Regions from separate parts of the Zea mays genome. Here all the other regions are linked to region 1. A link is a contact called in public Hi-C data. All regions are on one chromosome and are shown on one strand. Each heading gives the region's core, a stretch centred on a gene start, on an enhancer-like site or on the middle of the called end of the contact. The rest is flanking DNA. Distances are from core to core; before and after follow the strand shown. Region 1 holds the start of LOC100216668. Region 2 holds the start of LOC103655902. Region 3 holds the start of LOC100284517.

Region 1 (5,001 bases), core at 1,701-4,200:
TAATGAGTTAGATAATTTGTTTCTAATTTAAAATGACTTAGTTAGCTTTCTAGGCATGGTTATTCTGTCCCTCAAATCGAATCCATGTTATTTACACCACTTAGTTTTTCCTAAAGAATATAATTAGTATTCAAGTTGTTTCTATAATTAAAATGTTAGTGTATATATTGACTATGAATATAGCTTTATTAAAAATAATATAGGCCATGTGTTTTATTAAATAAAGATAAATATTTATTTCATTTATATTTCCACATAAAACATGTTTAGGCTTATATATTAGCTATTCATAAAATTACTGTTTAATAATATGTTCTATAATCTTGTGAACACTTAACCTTAGATATATAACATATATCTTTTCTAAAAATGTTAAAAAAAGGTTTAATATCGTTATAACGTATTTTATCATCTTATAAACCCTTAATCTTAGACATATCACATATGACGTTTTATAACAGATTAATTTGGTGAACCTAATATTTGTATATTCTAAATTAAGATATTTTTAGCTCATGTCTTGTTTTATAAAGTATAGATCACACATTTTTGAAAAGAATACCCTCTTATTATAACTGTTACTTGCGGTGTTTTTGAAAAATGAATGCTCTTTTCGTTAGTCTTTCTTTTAGCTTTACGTATGGTGAATGTTGTATGTTATTGAGTAGTGTTTGTTCTTCTTGTTTGTTTGTGTGATATTCAGTGGCTGATCTAGTAGTTAAGAATCAAGTTCTATTCCGATCCGTGGAAGAAACTCAAGTTTTCTATAATCAAGGTAAGTGGACTTCTCCCTCTGCATACTCTGTTTGATCCCAAACAATACATTTAATAAAGTTTATTCTTGGATATATATGCATAATTTGATGGGTTACCTATTTAGATACCCCTAACCTTTCCAACATTACTCCTTGTTTAACCTAGATTATGATCTAATCAAGTAGCTATGCTATTGCTACTACTTAACTTTATGCAGTCACTCCTGTTTATGATATTAATGCTCCAAATGGTAAGTTTACTTTATTGTTGTTAACCCGATGGTTAAACAAGATTATTGCATATTAATTGGAACATGGAGTGATCACCCGGGAAAACAGTGCTACCATGAGAACTATCATGGCTCTGGTCTTGGCTAAATAACTAGGGAAGTCTTATGTTGGGTGCTGGTCGTGATCGACCGGAACGGGAGCATCTAGCAAGCGCTTATAGTTCCGGCTCAAGCAAATTGGATATGGGCATAGTTCCCAAAGCTTTACCCTGTAGTCTGTACTATAAGTTGGTTACAATAGGTGTACCTTATGCAGTTGACCATTTCCATCATTTGCATAATGAGGACTCAAGGGAGAAGCCTCGTAGTGAGACCCTGGCCATTCACCTCGGAAGTGAATACGGGTCTAGCTAACCCGGGCTAGAAGGGAATCGCGACTCATGGGTAAAGATGCGCCACCTCTGTAAAGTGTAAAACTGATATATCAGCCGTGCTCACGGTTATGAGCAGCTTGTATTCCTCACATGATAATTGAACTTGAAGATGGAAATAAATCGAGATCCGATGATCTGCCAATGGTTTGCTTAAGTGGTTTTACTTAAGTGTTTTTTATATACTCTTATACCTTTGTTTAATGGGAATACTTGTGATTCACACTTATTAGTAAGACAGGTGTTGTTAATAAAATGTTGACCAACTAAAATGCTTACTGCTCAACCTTAGCCTCACCTTGTTAAACTTGCATTAGTTTTTCCCTCACTTGCTGAACCCCGACCATAAGTGAGCTCACCCTTGCTTAAATTTTGATCAGAAGTTTGCAGATGAAAATATGATGCTGAACTCCATGGATGCTAGTCTAGTGATACCCCCGGTCATCTTCCTGTGGATGGATGTCCATGTTTCGCTGTACTTTGATGAATAAAGGTTAAGACATTACGTCTGTTCAAAGTGTAATATGTTAATATAATCGTTATTTACGCTTTTATGCATTGATCTTTTGATATATTACACTTGTGACGTCAATATATGTGTGGAAATAGATCCTGGCACACATATGCTATGCACCCGGCTCTGCCCCTTGGAAATGGGTGTGACATAAGGCCGGTCAAAGCCCACAGGACCAGCACAACTTGGAGAAACTAGAGCTTCAATAGGCCTTCGAGAACCAGTACGACTGTACCAAGATGAGGATAGTGAATAGTGATGATTATCATTGTATATGTATTTTGTATGACTATATAGTACTCAACTAAACACTGAACAGAGAACTGAATATTATTACTGTGCTAGTTGTACTATTTTTTCTTTCTGACCAAAGTATTTTAATATGTAGCCACAAAACATATTAGTTTATTTTGGTCATATATACATATTATACTTTTTGTTTATGTATTACTATTGTATGAATATGGGTCGGTCTTGCACATTAAGGTATTCTAGGCTATTTGGGTCGGCTTAGCACACATAACTAATTGTGGGTCGTGTCGTGGCCGATGACTAGGCCCACTTGCTGGCACGACACGACCCATAATTAGGGATATGCTTTTGCAAGCCGTACCTTTGTGGGCTGTACTTTTGTTGACTTGTGTCGTGCTGGGCCAGGCCGGCCCAACATGTACAGGTATAGGGGATATTACCCCATGTGCCCCTGCCGTCGCCCCTGAGTTTATGAAAGTTGATGTGGTTCTAAACACCATTAATCAGTTTTTTAATAAATCGGTTTCTAGAAACTGGCAACAGCATTTGGATTCTTAAAAACTAGGTCGGTTCCAAACATGGCTTATATGGTGTAATTTTAAATGGAGCGATTTTAATAGGATCAACAATTCAGCTTCAGCATAATTTTGGACTAATACGAAGGAAAATAATAAAAAAAATGCATAGGGGTTAGCTCTAATTGGGCCGTATGTTGCATGGCGATGGCGTTCAATGCAGACCGTCGACCCTCTCACCAACGGCCGTCAATTCAGCACCGCTGGTCCGCCTTCCCCATCCCCATCCCCCGCCACCGGCGGCGGCCGTTATTCAGCACCGCCTTCCTCCGGCGACCGCCGCGCCGCCGTTCCCTGGTCTAGGTTCTCGCCTCTTAGCAACCAGAGCGCGCGCCTAAATGAATGCGGTGGCGGAGGAGGACAGGGCGGCGGAGCTGGCCGGCCCGCTCCGGGACCTCCTCCCGCCTGTGGACTTCTGCTGCGCGTACGGCTCCACGCTCCTTCACGCACGCCCCGACGGGACGTCCATGGTCGATTACATCATCGGCGTCGCTGACCCCCTCCAGTGGCACTCCGAGGTGCTAGGAACCCCCCTCCTTTCATTTGGTCAATCAATCCGTCAAATTAGTTCATATCCTTAGTTTGATGTTATTATGAAGGAATTGTTTCTTGGTCGGTGCAGAACCTGGAAAGGAACCCCGCGCACTACTCCCGCTGGATGGCCGGCTTCGGTGCAGGCGCCGTAAGCTTGCTCCTCCCAACACCACAATTTCTGGTTGGTTGTTGGCAAACTGTGTTAATGGTCAACTGTTTCTTGGTCTTTGGAGCTCAGATCACTGGACTGGCGGATCATGTTGGGGTCGGGGTGTACTTCAACCCATTTGTGGAATGGAGAGACAAGGTACCATGAATCGTGGTGCCTTGTGTTCGATGGCATTGTGTTCCACTGGCTGTGCGTGAATTGAGTACTTGATGAAGAAATCTGTCTTTTGGTGGCGCAGAGGATAAAATATGGGGTGGTAAGGATGAGGGACCTGGCAATGGATGTCTTGACCTGGGACAGGTTCTACCTCAGTGGTCGGCTGCAGAAACCGGTATGAAAATGCAATGCCATGCTCTTTAAATATGAGATTGCATAATGCTGATTTTGCTAGATCGGGATTGTGCGCTTTATATGTTCTTGACCCATTTTTAGACCGTTGCTCCAATTATCTTTTGTGGCTGTGGCGATACACATTTTGCTTGATATGGACCATGTTCATGTAACTACTATATTTATTTGTTTCACTGGTTGTGATTATATTCATTGGCTGTCTAGTATTGCGAGTTTCTCACTGCACAATTGTAGTGCCTTTGATGTGTAAATATGGATATGTTGCATTTGTGAAGTTGACATTATCTTAGTTGATTTTGTCTCTGTATTTTGCTAGGTCCATGTTCTTGTTGACAACTGGGATATAAGGAAGGTCAACTCAATTAACCTAGAAATGGCAACTTCAGCTTCTCTACTCCTTTTACCAGCGGAGTTCACGGAGGTTATTGCTAACTTGATGTTTCCTTCCATGAAATTATTTTCTTTGCTTTGCTAGTTGATTCTGGATTTCTGAGCCTCCTTTTATCCCTCTTTGTGCAGTACGACCTATATGCTCAAATCTGCAGTCTATCATATATGGGTGATTTGAGAATGCTGTTTGCGGAAGACAAAGATAAGGTATCAACAAAAGAAATGCATGTTCACCTTTGCTCTATACTCAGTAACCATTTCAATTCGATTTAATATTACATCATTTATGTACTTCACAAAGGTGTGCCTGTCTGTTTGGCACATCCATTTACGTACTTCTCTAAATTGAAAACGGCATGTTACATAGTATTTAACTTCAATTAGTCCTTTGAGAGCCTAGCCTCAAAATCCTGTTGCTTTTATTGGATCTGCATGCCGGGTTCCATCGGCTAAATTGTTGTTTTGTAGTTACTTCTGTTCTTATCTACATGTTTAGTAAGACAGCGTGCTAGTAGGACTCTTTTCGATTTATAATTCCACACTCAATTCCTCCTATGAATCAGGTGAAGAAGATTGTTGAGGGTAGTTTTCAGTCGTTCCAATTGATGTACAGCCCCCTCTTGCAAGAGTATATTGCTGAAGGCCTATTGAAGACATCATCCCATGGACAATATAAAACTTTCCGGCAGGTTTATTACCTTCTGCTCATACTCAGTTTGTTCAAAGAGATAAAATATGGAAGTGCTTTTTATCATTCCTTGTGGACCATACAACAACGTGACCTGTGTACTTTGTTATCC
Region 2 (5,001 bases), core at 965-3,464, 210 kb before region 1:
GTCAGATTTGGATCTGCATGGGATGGCTTAGCATCAATAGCAGAGGCTTCAACACCTTCAGATACATATTTCCTAGGAGGCACAACATGGGTCAGATGGATAATACATTAAATTACACATGAGGCATGAGGCAAGGTTAATTACCTTTGTCTTTTTGATTTTTTTGGACGTGGTTGGGGAAGCTCTTGTTCTAATTCAGCTTGAGTAGCTGCACAACCCTTCTCTATGTGTCCAAACTGAAAGCACCTTTTGCACTGATATGGTCCTCTTTTCCCAGCCTCACCACTAGCCTTGATTCTCTTCTTTCTTGGTCTACCAGCAGGTCTTTCTAGCTTTGGAGGAATCATTTTAAACCCGAGGTCAAATTTTGGCCAATGAGTCTAATCACCCAATGGAGCAGCTGTATACTGGTAAGTTAATTTGAACCTCTCTACAGAATAGTAGTCATCTACAAAGTTCTCAATGTTAAGTTTTTTAAGCTGACAAAATAGAGCTATTGCATGAGTGCATGGTTTTCCAGAAATCTGCCATTGTCCACAACCACAAGTTCTTTTCTCAATGTCAACAGGAACTCTCCAATTCTTACCTTCTTTTGTTATTCCAGATATCTCAGCAGACATTGCACCAGTCCTCATGATTCCATACTGCAGCCCTCGGCTCTTCATGTTCAACTCATGCAACACACTTGCTAGGATACGCCCTTCCATTCTGTTGGATATCAAAGTCTCTGAATTCTAGAGCAGCCCTCTTTCTTTTGTGTACATCGACTGGATCAATGACTACATGTTCCGTACGTTTAAAGTACCTCCACTCTTCATCTACTCCTACAGGCTCGTCTCCATCAGGATCACACCCAATAGTTCTGAAATGCTCCTCCTCCTCCTCCTCAAGTATTGGTGGCCCTCCAATTGTTTCCCCATATTCAGGTACTTCTGCCCATGTAAATCCTCTATCATGTACCTCCAAATTATGGTCCATTGCAATAGGCATCGCCTCCTCTTCCATGTTCACTATAGTAAGCATCTCCTCCTCTCCTATATTTACTGCAGTAGGCATCTCCTCGTCTCCTATATTCACTGCAGCAGCAGCCATCTCCTCCTCTCTTACATTTTGCTCACGGCTACCGACTACCATGAACAACTTCACTACTCTGGATGTCCTTAACAAGTCAAGTAGTTGTGCATCTGAAGCCAACTTGCATGTCAGACTACCCTCTCCTGTTAGAACCCAGAAATTTGCCTGCTGTTCACTGGCCCATTTAAATTCTGAAGCAATATCTTTCTCTAGATCAATGATAGAATATGTTTCTGAATCAACAACATAGCTTACTGGCCTACCCCGGTTATACTCCTTTCTACCATCTCGTACACTGAAGTAAGAATTGACAGTGACCTCAACTCTACATGCACTAGTCGGATCAATCCTGCAATAGCAATGGCAAACACATAGAAGGGAGAACAAATGTAAGTAGCAACTGATGACAATTCCAGTCCTAAATGAATCAATTTATTCTGTACAAATTTATTCCCCCTCACAAACAGTAACTTTTGTACAATTTACAAGAAATTGCAAAGATTCAACAAAGAGGAAAAGGATATTATCCTTCAGGAACCTCAGAAGTATCCATGCGCCTCAATTTCAGATCGATTCCTGAGCACTACAAGAGAGAAGAAAATCCTAGGATTTAGAACTCCCAAAGCAAGGAAGGAAGATGAGGGAGAACGGGAGAAAGGTGCATACTGCGTGGGGTGGAGGACGCCGCTGCAGCAAAAACTTGGGTGGCCGCGGGCGAGCGCGCCGCCTGGAAGGCCGCGAGCAGCTCGTCGCCTATCGGGCCTCTGCTCCTTTCTCGCCTCACGCGAGGGAGTCGTATTCTGGCCTGGGGCCAAGGAACGGAGGGGAAAAACTAAAGCCAGGGGTAAAATTGGTATACTCTAATTGTTGATCGTTCCAAATAAAAAAAAACCCATTGATCCGATTGACGGAAGGGAACGGAATGCTATAAATCTCTAACGTGCAATCTTTCCATGGTAAATATCTAAGTGTGAATCTTTTGCTGGTAAATTTCTATACATGTGATCTTTTAATGGTATGTATCAAATTTTGCCTTAAACATATAAAAGGGTACGTGAGAACTGAGGCAAAGATGTAAGCCCGGTTGACACTCCCCATCAGAGAGCCCTCTTGACGCCAGCCCACTCCCAGCTCAACCATTTCCAGCCTCAATTAGCCGAGGCCCGGCCCATTCCTTGCCCACGTCATCTTTCTGTCTCTCCCTCTCATCGCCGCGTCACGCACAGCCGCCGCCGTCGTGCGCGTGTGCCGGAACGGCCGCGTGGATCCTCCGCCCCGTCCCAGCGGCGACTTGTCCGTGCGAAGATGCTGGGGTTCTCGACCGGACAGCTGCTGGTCGTCCTCGGGGCCTGCTCCGTCATGATGAGTGAGTAATCAAACTCCGCGCGCTATTTCCGCTTCGGCCATTCGGCGGCGGCTGTCGATGGCGGCGACTGACGGGAAGGCGATGGCGGGATCGGCACGTTTTGGAACTGATGTTTCGGTCTGACCCCGATTCCCTCGCTTTTGTTCAGAGCCCAGTGATATGGTGAAGATTGCGAGGACGGCCGGGCGGATGACTGGAAGAGCGGTTGGGCGGCTCATAGTGGCTCGCCGGCAGCTGGACGAGATTCTGGGCCAGTCTGCAGCCACCCAGGTATATTCTGAGTACACCCTTTTCTCGCCATGATCCTGTGAAAATGCTGTGAGTTGTATGTGTTGCGGTGATGGTGAATTTCACATAGGTTAATTGGCCTTATGGGGATGGCATTGACTAATATCTGAGCAGACCCTGTGTGCAAGCGTGCAATCACGTCTTCTAGTCCCTATAGGGATAGTAATGTTTTTTCTTTTTTCACTCGTCAATCTGCTGAATTTTAAACAGCATTTGCGCATTAATGTTTTAGCGTCCAGTTTTCTGATTGGGTTCATATAGTTTCATCTGTACATAGATTTCAGTAGTTCTGAAAGCAAAGGAAATTCAACATTAGCCAATAGCCACCAATACAGCCTAGGATAATCAGTCACGGTATAGTTTCTAGTTATTTTGATGAATAATATTCATTGTTGCTGCACATGTTGTTAGTGGACTGATTCCTCCTCTGTAATTGCGATCAGTATTTCAATTGATGGATTGATTGTGGCATTGTTATTAAAACGTCGCTTAAACGTCGTTTAAGCGTCGTTTAAACGACAAAACGTGATTAAAAGTTGAAACGTCCGAACGTTTTACCAAAATGGAGTAGAACGTCCGTTTCACGCATTTAAACGACGCTTAAACGTCCTCTGTGCGTTTTAAGACGTTTTACTTGCGTTTAGGACGTTCTACTCGTTGTGGGCTTTTCCTTTCCTGGGCCAAAAGATGGAAAAACCCTAAGTTCCTAACGCCTAAGCCTTCCAGTCGGTCCATCCCCAGCAGCCAGCTCCTATGTTTTAGGCTCTATTTTGATTTTGCTCACAGTCACTGAGTCACACTGAATCATTCTTTTAGGTCTTGATATTGATGAGTTGGATGATGGTTACTGATCATAGATACAAGTTATAGCTTGTGTGGTTGAACTTGTGTTGAACGTGATCTGTTTCCTTTTATGCTATTTGGTTTGTGAACTCAAGTACTCAACTTATCTATGAACTTATTCTATATTTGAAGTTCTATGTCAAGTCTGAAAAGACGTTTCAACGTTTAAATGTTAAAAAGGTGATTCATAACGTTTTAACGTTTTACCGCTTTAATAACCATGGATTGTGGATCCTTGCACTGTTTCTGAAATATGGATATTCAATATAAGTGTGTTAAACCCATGTGGTAGAATCATATTTCTCCTCTTGTATCCAGGTTCATAAGGAGCTTAAAGACGCTATGACACAATTAGACTCGATCCGTTATGAAGTCCAGAACTTATCAAGATTATCTCCTGGGCAGTTTATGTTGAAGCAACATAACGCTGGTAATGATAATCTTACTTGGCAATAAAGTCACATTTTTCTATGGTTAGTACCTCTCACTACATTATTTAAGTTAATTGGCTCCAAAGTTCATCATTGATTTACACATGAGCAGGCATGGCTGAAGCAGGGAAATCTGACTCCTCTGATGGTCCTACAACCAACGTATGGTGGTATATCATTTTATTTCAGTTTTAGTCCAAGTACTTGAAGGGCCTGGTGCAATGCAGGTCGCGGGTTCGAAGCAGTCTCCTCATTTGCGGAGAAGGCTTGTCTTGGTTGATTCGTTCCCCAAACCCCACTCATATGGGAGCCTCCGTCTGTCCGCCACTGGGTCTGCCCTTTTAATATGAGTATTTGAGGTCTAATGGTTGATATTTCAACAGATTTAAAATGCTTAAATGTGAATTTGCTATAAGTAGCAGCCTGATGTGCCTACTATGACATACAGATACAGTCTGTTGTGTGACTTCAGTACAGATACATTTTAGGCTGATATAGTCCTATTCTGTGCATTCTGGCCATGATTCATTTTGAAATTATTCCAAGGCTTAAAACATGCACAAGAAACAATCACACGAAGGATGTGCTTTTTTAAGTTATGTGTTGTTCAATGTTTTTTCACTTTTTTGTAGATAGATCATAGATCTGAGTGTTGACCATGTTGTGGTCGCCAATAGCTACATGATGTTGGAACTTTTCATTTCAATGCTTGCACTGCACTTGAAACATTGGTTCCTTCTACTTGTTAACTTTTGGTTTACTTCTTTGTCAAGAGATATACTTAATAGAGCTTTTATGGCAATGCAGCAAGAAGAATTTCGTCAGGAAATTCGCAGTATAATTCGCGATGAATTTGAAAAATACTGTAGAACACAGCCCATTCAAAACTCTGGTAACTTTGATGTCTATTTGTCTTCATAGATATCGTTTTATTTCTTTTCTCACTGTTTGTCAATATTTTTCCCTGAACCAACTGTTTGACAATACATGGCTAATTAG
Region 3 (5,001 bases), core at 1,806-4,305, 170 kb before region 1:
TACCCATTCATGTTCTTATTAATCATAATGATCTGCATAGGTTAATTTTGATGGGACCCAATAGTTTACCCTAGATTTTGACTATCTTTATACCTTGTTTCACCACTGGTTTTACTACTAATTTTTTGGGTAGTACATGCTATTGCTTTTTATGGCTTTGGATATAAATATATTCATCACTCATTGTTATACTTTTTATTATTTGTTTATTCTTTACTATTCATGATAAGATCATTATGTTAATGGGAACATGGAGAACCACCCGGGAAAACAGTGCTACCACAAGGGTTTAATGGGACGCCCTTAGCTGATTAACTAGGAAAGCTAGTGGATGACTACCTTACCCTAAAGGGACAAGGGCAGTAGGGGAGTGGTCAGTGTAGGGAGGTCCTTGGGTTGATTTTGCTGCGATGACGGTCAGGCGAGGGATTCCTGCACTGGAGCTTCCTATAAACTGTAGCGGGTTTTCTGAAGCTAGTGGAACTTTGTAAAGGCCTCGTAGTGGTACCCTGCCTCGCTTCCTTGGTAGAGGTGTATGGAGTCTGATCAACTCTGTGGCACATGGGTAACACGACTTGTGGGTAAAGATGCGCAACCTCTGCAGAGTGTAAAACTGGTATACTAGCCGTGGTCACGGTCATGAGCGACTCAGACACTCACATGATTAATTTATGGAACTTAAACTTAATCTGTCATTTCATTGCATGTGGGATTATTTTATTATTAGTTTTATTTATATTTACCATGGTTTGGTATTTACTTACACTTAGTAACTGCTAATAAAATTTTGACCAACATATAAAAGCAATGCTTAACTTCAGCCTTTATTTCATTGATCAGCCTTACACTTCATGAACTCCCACCTTGGGTGAGTTCATGCCACATTATTCCCCACAACTTGTTGAGTGATGAACATGTGTGAGCTCACTCTTGCTGTCTCACACCCCCCCACAGGAGAAGAGCAGGTGGTCGAAGAGGAGCCGCCTAACTCTGAGGCTTTCGACTTGATCTAGGTGGCGTCTCCCAGTCAGCTTTCTAGCGCCAAGGATAGATTTTAGTTCCTGCTATATTTATCTTTTATTTTTGTAAGTCTTCCGCTATGTAATAAGTACTCTGATTATATTGTGACGTTTATCTCTATATACTCTGTTATTATATATGTTGTCTTCTTTGGCGCATGTATGAGATGCACCCAGCTTTGTTCCTTAAAACTGGGTGTGCCACTATTTGGCCACATAGTTGCTTTTACTATGACCAATAATTATGTATATAGTCGTGCAAAATATTAAATGACACTGTTTATAGGGTGAGACATGGCTGAGTTTAGAGATGTCAATGGGGACCCGATACCCGCTAACCTGTGGGGAATTCCCCTATGAGTGTACGGGTATGAGACAAAAATTGTCCCCATGAGTATGAATATGGGACAAAATCTTCACCCATTGGGTAAACGGGTATGGGTTTGGGAAGCAATAATCTGAACCCGATTATCCATGGGTATTTCATACCCATGGGTATTTCATACGTCTACACCTGTCGTGTTTGTATGAATGAGTTAATGCCGAGCCGGCCCCCAAGCCTAGCACGGCAGCGCACCAGGCCTCATGTCCTAGCCCAACAAGAAAACACGGCAAGGCAACTAGCAGACTAGCAAAAACAAAACCCTAAAATAACCAGCCATATGCTATGCCCTATCCAGACGACGATGACGATCATGGATTCTCAGGCGCCAACGAACTCAGATGGTGACCAAGAAATGTGAGCAGACTCCATTTCTCTATTTCTTCTATCGGTCCTGAAGTACTTATTTCTTTTCTGATGGATGGATGAATGGATGATGGTTCATTAATGAGTACTTGCCGATGTGGTGATGTCTGAAATCTAGATAGTTTGTGTTACATGTTAGTACCTAGTTATCCCTTAAGGGCTTGTTCGGTTACACGAATCCAGAAGGGGATTGGAGGGGTTTAAATCCCCTCTTAGGGCTGATTTGGTGACCCGGGATCCCGGGAGGATTGAAGGGGATTGAGGGGAAAATTAGTTTATTTCCCCCTCAATCCCCTCCAATCCTCCCGTGATCACCTTGTCACCAAATCAACTCGGTTGATTTGGTGACAAGGTGATCACGGGAGGATTGGAGGGGATTGAAGGGGAAATGAACTAATTTCCCCCTCAATTCTCTCAAATCCCGCCGTAATCTCTGGTCACCAAATCAGCCCTTATTGGCTAGTTTGGAAACTCACATCCTCTTCGGGATTGAAGGGGATTGGAGAGGAAATTAGTTCATTTCCACCCCAATCCCCTCCAACCCTGAAGGGGATTTGAGGTTCCCAAAGTAGCACTAAGGGTTAGTTTGGAAACTCAAATCCCTTCAAGATTGAAGGGGATTGAAGAGAAAATTAGTTTATTTCTACCTCAATCCCCTCCAATCCCAATGGGGATTTGAGGTTCCCATTGACTAGGAGGGGATTTAATACCCTCCAATCGCCTTCTGGATTGGTGTGCCTGAACATGCGTTAATTGGAGATGGGGACCCATTGGGGACCCAAAACCCGAATGAGGATGAGTATGAGATGAATTTTGCACCCATAATGGGTATGAGGATGGACTAAATATGATAGGAATGAGTTTGGGATGCTATAACCCGATGGAGAATTCTCCATTAACATCTCTAGATGAGTTAGAGATAGCTTTAGAAGTACAAGCTAGTTGTGCCGAAACATTTTTCAACAAAATTCGGGAGACAACTGATCGTTGTACCAAAAGAAATATATTATGTACCCGTGAGCCTCATTTTGTTTTGTTGAAGCTTCATCAACGGCACATCTTAGACCACGGAATTTTATAATATAAAAAGGTGACATGGCATTTTATGATAAGAAGAGGGCAGGGGACTAAACAATTACAAGTTTTTTTTAAAAGAAGTGGAGATATAAAAAAGGAAAAACACTCGATGAGTGAGCGGTCAGATGATCGCACATAGTGTGGGCCAGATTTCGCTCAGCGTAGCAAATCCCGCAATCACAAAACCCAATCCGAAACAGTCCTCCTCCCATCTTATCCCAAACACAACCCACACTACTACCCTACCCGTCCGCCTCTCTCGAAAGCGCAGCACCAGCGAGCATGTCGCCTGTCACCGCACTCCTGGCGGGCACGGTGGTGCCGCCGGCCTCGGCCCCGTCGCCAGCGAGGCACGCCCGCCATTACTCCGTCGGCTTCTCCCCGCTCCACGGCGGCGGGCGCGCGGCGCTGGCGGTGGAGTGCTCGTCGCGGCCGCAGAAGAAGGGGACCAAGCACCACATGAAGACGCGGCCCAAGAAGACGCAGCCGTGGGACATCAAGCGCCGCCCCACGCAGTACCCGCCGCTGCCGCCGCTCCCGCCGGACTGGACGCTCGTCGCCTCCGGCGCCACGGTGGACGTGGAGGAGGCGGAGGCCCCGGCACCCGCCGCGACTCTCGTCCTCGACGTGGCCGCGGCCACCGACTGAGGCCGCCGCGGCGTGTCGCCAAAGTTGTTCCCTTGAACCTCCGCATAAGCTGTTTTTCTTTGAGATTTATTATATAATAACAATGGCTGCCCAGATTTTGTGATTATAAATTAAGAATCTTTCATTGCTGTCCAGATTGTGGCTGTCACCGCGTCCAATTTAGTGCGTTGCTAGATGATTTCTTGGTTGCATGCTGTGTGCAACGCTTATTCCATGCCGTCAGTGGCAGTGCAGACTGCAGAGTGATTAGCTACTCCATCTCCATAGTTTGCCAGTTAAGTTATGATGGGATATGGATTACGCAAATATAGTCTTCAAAAGGGGGGGAAAACAAGCAGCCCAACGAAGACATCTGCCTCTTGTTTGACTTTAGGAGCTGGCTCTGTTTGATTTGGACAATTGCCTGATATTGGGGAAGGTTCGGTAAACAGTAAACTCAGCTTAGATGGCAGGAACAGCCATTGAACACTGCAAATGATAGGAAATTTTAGAAGTAACCTAGTTGTTTGTAATGTTGCTTTTGTTGGAGCATGATTGTGCGAATTCCATATGCTACCTGCCTACCTAGGGATGGCAATGGATACGGGTATGGGTAAATAACCGCGGATAATTATCCATTGGATATGAGTATGGTGGAATTTGATATCCGCGGGTACGGTTATGGATATAATAGGGTATCCGTGGATATTTTTTTCACGGGTATGGATATCCAGTATCCATACCCGTTACCCAATGGATATCTAACACGTGGGCTATCCGGATTTATATATTACCATAAATTCTTATTTTTCAATTTTTATCCATAACATGTTGTTTGGTGCTGAAATTATCATTTAATGCTATTGGAATGATAATTATTTTGAAATGTAATAAAATTGTTGTTTGGTGTTTAATGCTAAAATTATAGTGGGCGGCCGGGTAACGGATATCCACTGGATAGCGGATACCCGGCGGGTATGGATATAGATCCATACCCACGAACGTTTATGGGTACAAATATGGGTTGAGTTTTATCTCGCAGGTATGGATCCGTGAACTATATATCCGTGTACTACCCGCCCGATTGCCATCCCTATGCCTACCTGGCGGCTCAAGAATATCTGTTTTCTTTTTGGCACTTGTCCCATAGCCCGAAAGGTGGCTGCGATTGTGGGATGCGTTTCTTAATTAGCGTAAGAAAGCCCACTTAGTCATTAAGCTTTGATGTTTACTGATCAATATAACTATTTAAACTATCATTATTTCCCTTCTAATCCTACTCAATCAACGAACCCGGATTTCTCGGTTTCGCAAAAACTCATCTGGTACCCTCAGTTTAGTCTTCATGTGAGATGGTGATGCTTGCTCAACAAAGAATAAAACATAGTAACGAAATAATTTTATTTTTGGTCTCGAAAAAGTATCTTTAAAAGTCTTTCTAAAGTTCACTCTAAATTATTATTTAAAAGGTCAAGTACATATTTTTTAGATGATGGACCAAAATCTCGGATTTCACATCTTTCCATGATG

What was found. Hi-C and Micro-C count contacts between places; a contact is called where the count stands out from the background.
Region 2: a contact with region 1 is called in a Hi-C map of endosperm, with 3 times the contacts expected there. The contact joins the promoter of LOC103655902 here to the promoter of LOC100216668 in region 1. A contact is called at or near these places in 9 of 25 Hi-C or Micro-C datasets (bundle sheath, ear, endosperm and 4 more) and 1 of 3 datasets of contacts at active chromatin or transcription factors (seedling).
Region 3: a Hi-C map of ear shows a contact between it and region 1, with 2.2 times the contacts expected there. The contact joins the promoter of LOC100284517 here to the promoter of LOC100216668 in region 1. A contact is called at or near these places in 3 of 25 Hi-C or Micro-C datasets (bundle sheath, ear and tassel).

What each region holds. Positions count from the first base shown.
Region 1 is chr4:216,722,992-216,727,992 of Zm-B73-REFERENCE-NAM-5.0, reverse strand. LOC100216668 reads left to right here and starts at 2,950. Exons shown (of 9, transcript NM_001143077.1): 1 at 2,950-3,275; 2 at 3,380-3,439; 3 at 3,530-3,598; 4 at 3,699-3,791; 5 at 4,128-4,232; 6 at 4,331-4,408; 7 at 4,765-4,890. The coding sequence starts at 3,096.
Region 2 is chr4:216,928,141-216,933,141 of Zm-B73-REFERENCE-NAM-5.0, reverse strand. It overlaps LOC103655902, which reads right to left and starts at 2,214. Exons shown (of 2, transcript XM_020552321.2): 1 at 2,129-2,214; 2 at 151-1,423. The coding sequence starts at 2,214. The coding sequence ends at 673. It overlaps LOC100274044, which reads left to right and starts at 2,198. Exons shown (of 8, transcript NM_001148425.2): 1 at 2,198-2,440; 2 at 2,589-2,710; 3 at 3,890-4,001; 4 at 4,115-4,164; 5 at 4,810-4,894. The coding sequence starts at 2,380.
Region 3 is chr4:216,897,489-216,902,489 of Zm-B73-REFERENCE-NAM-5.0, reverse strand. LOC100284517 reads left to right here and starts at 3,055. Exons shown (of 1, transcript NM_001165497.2): 1 at 3,055-3,626. The coding sequence starts at 3,127. The coding sequence ends at 3,492.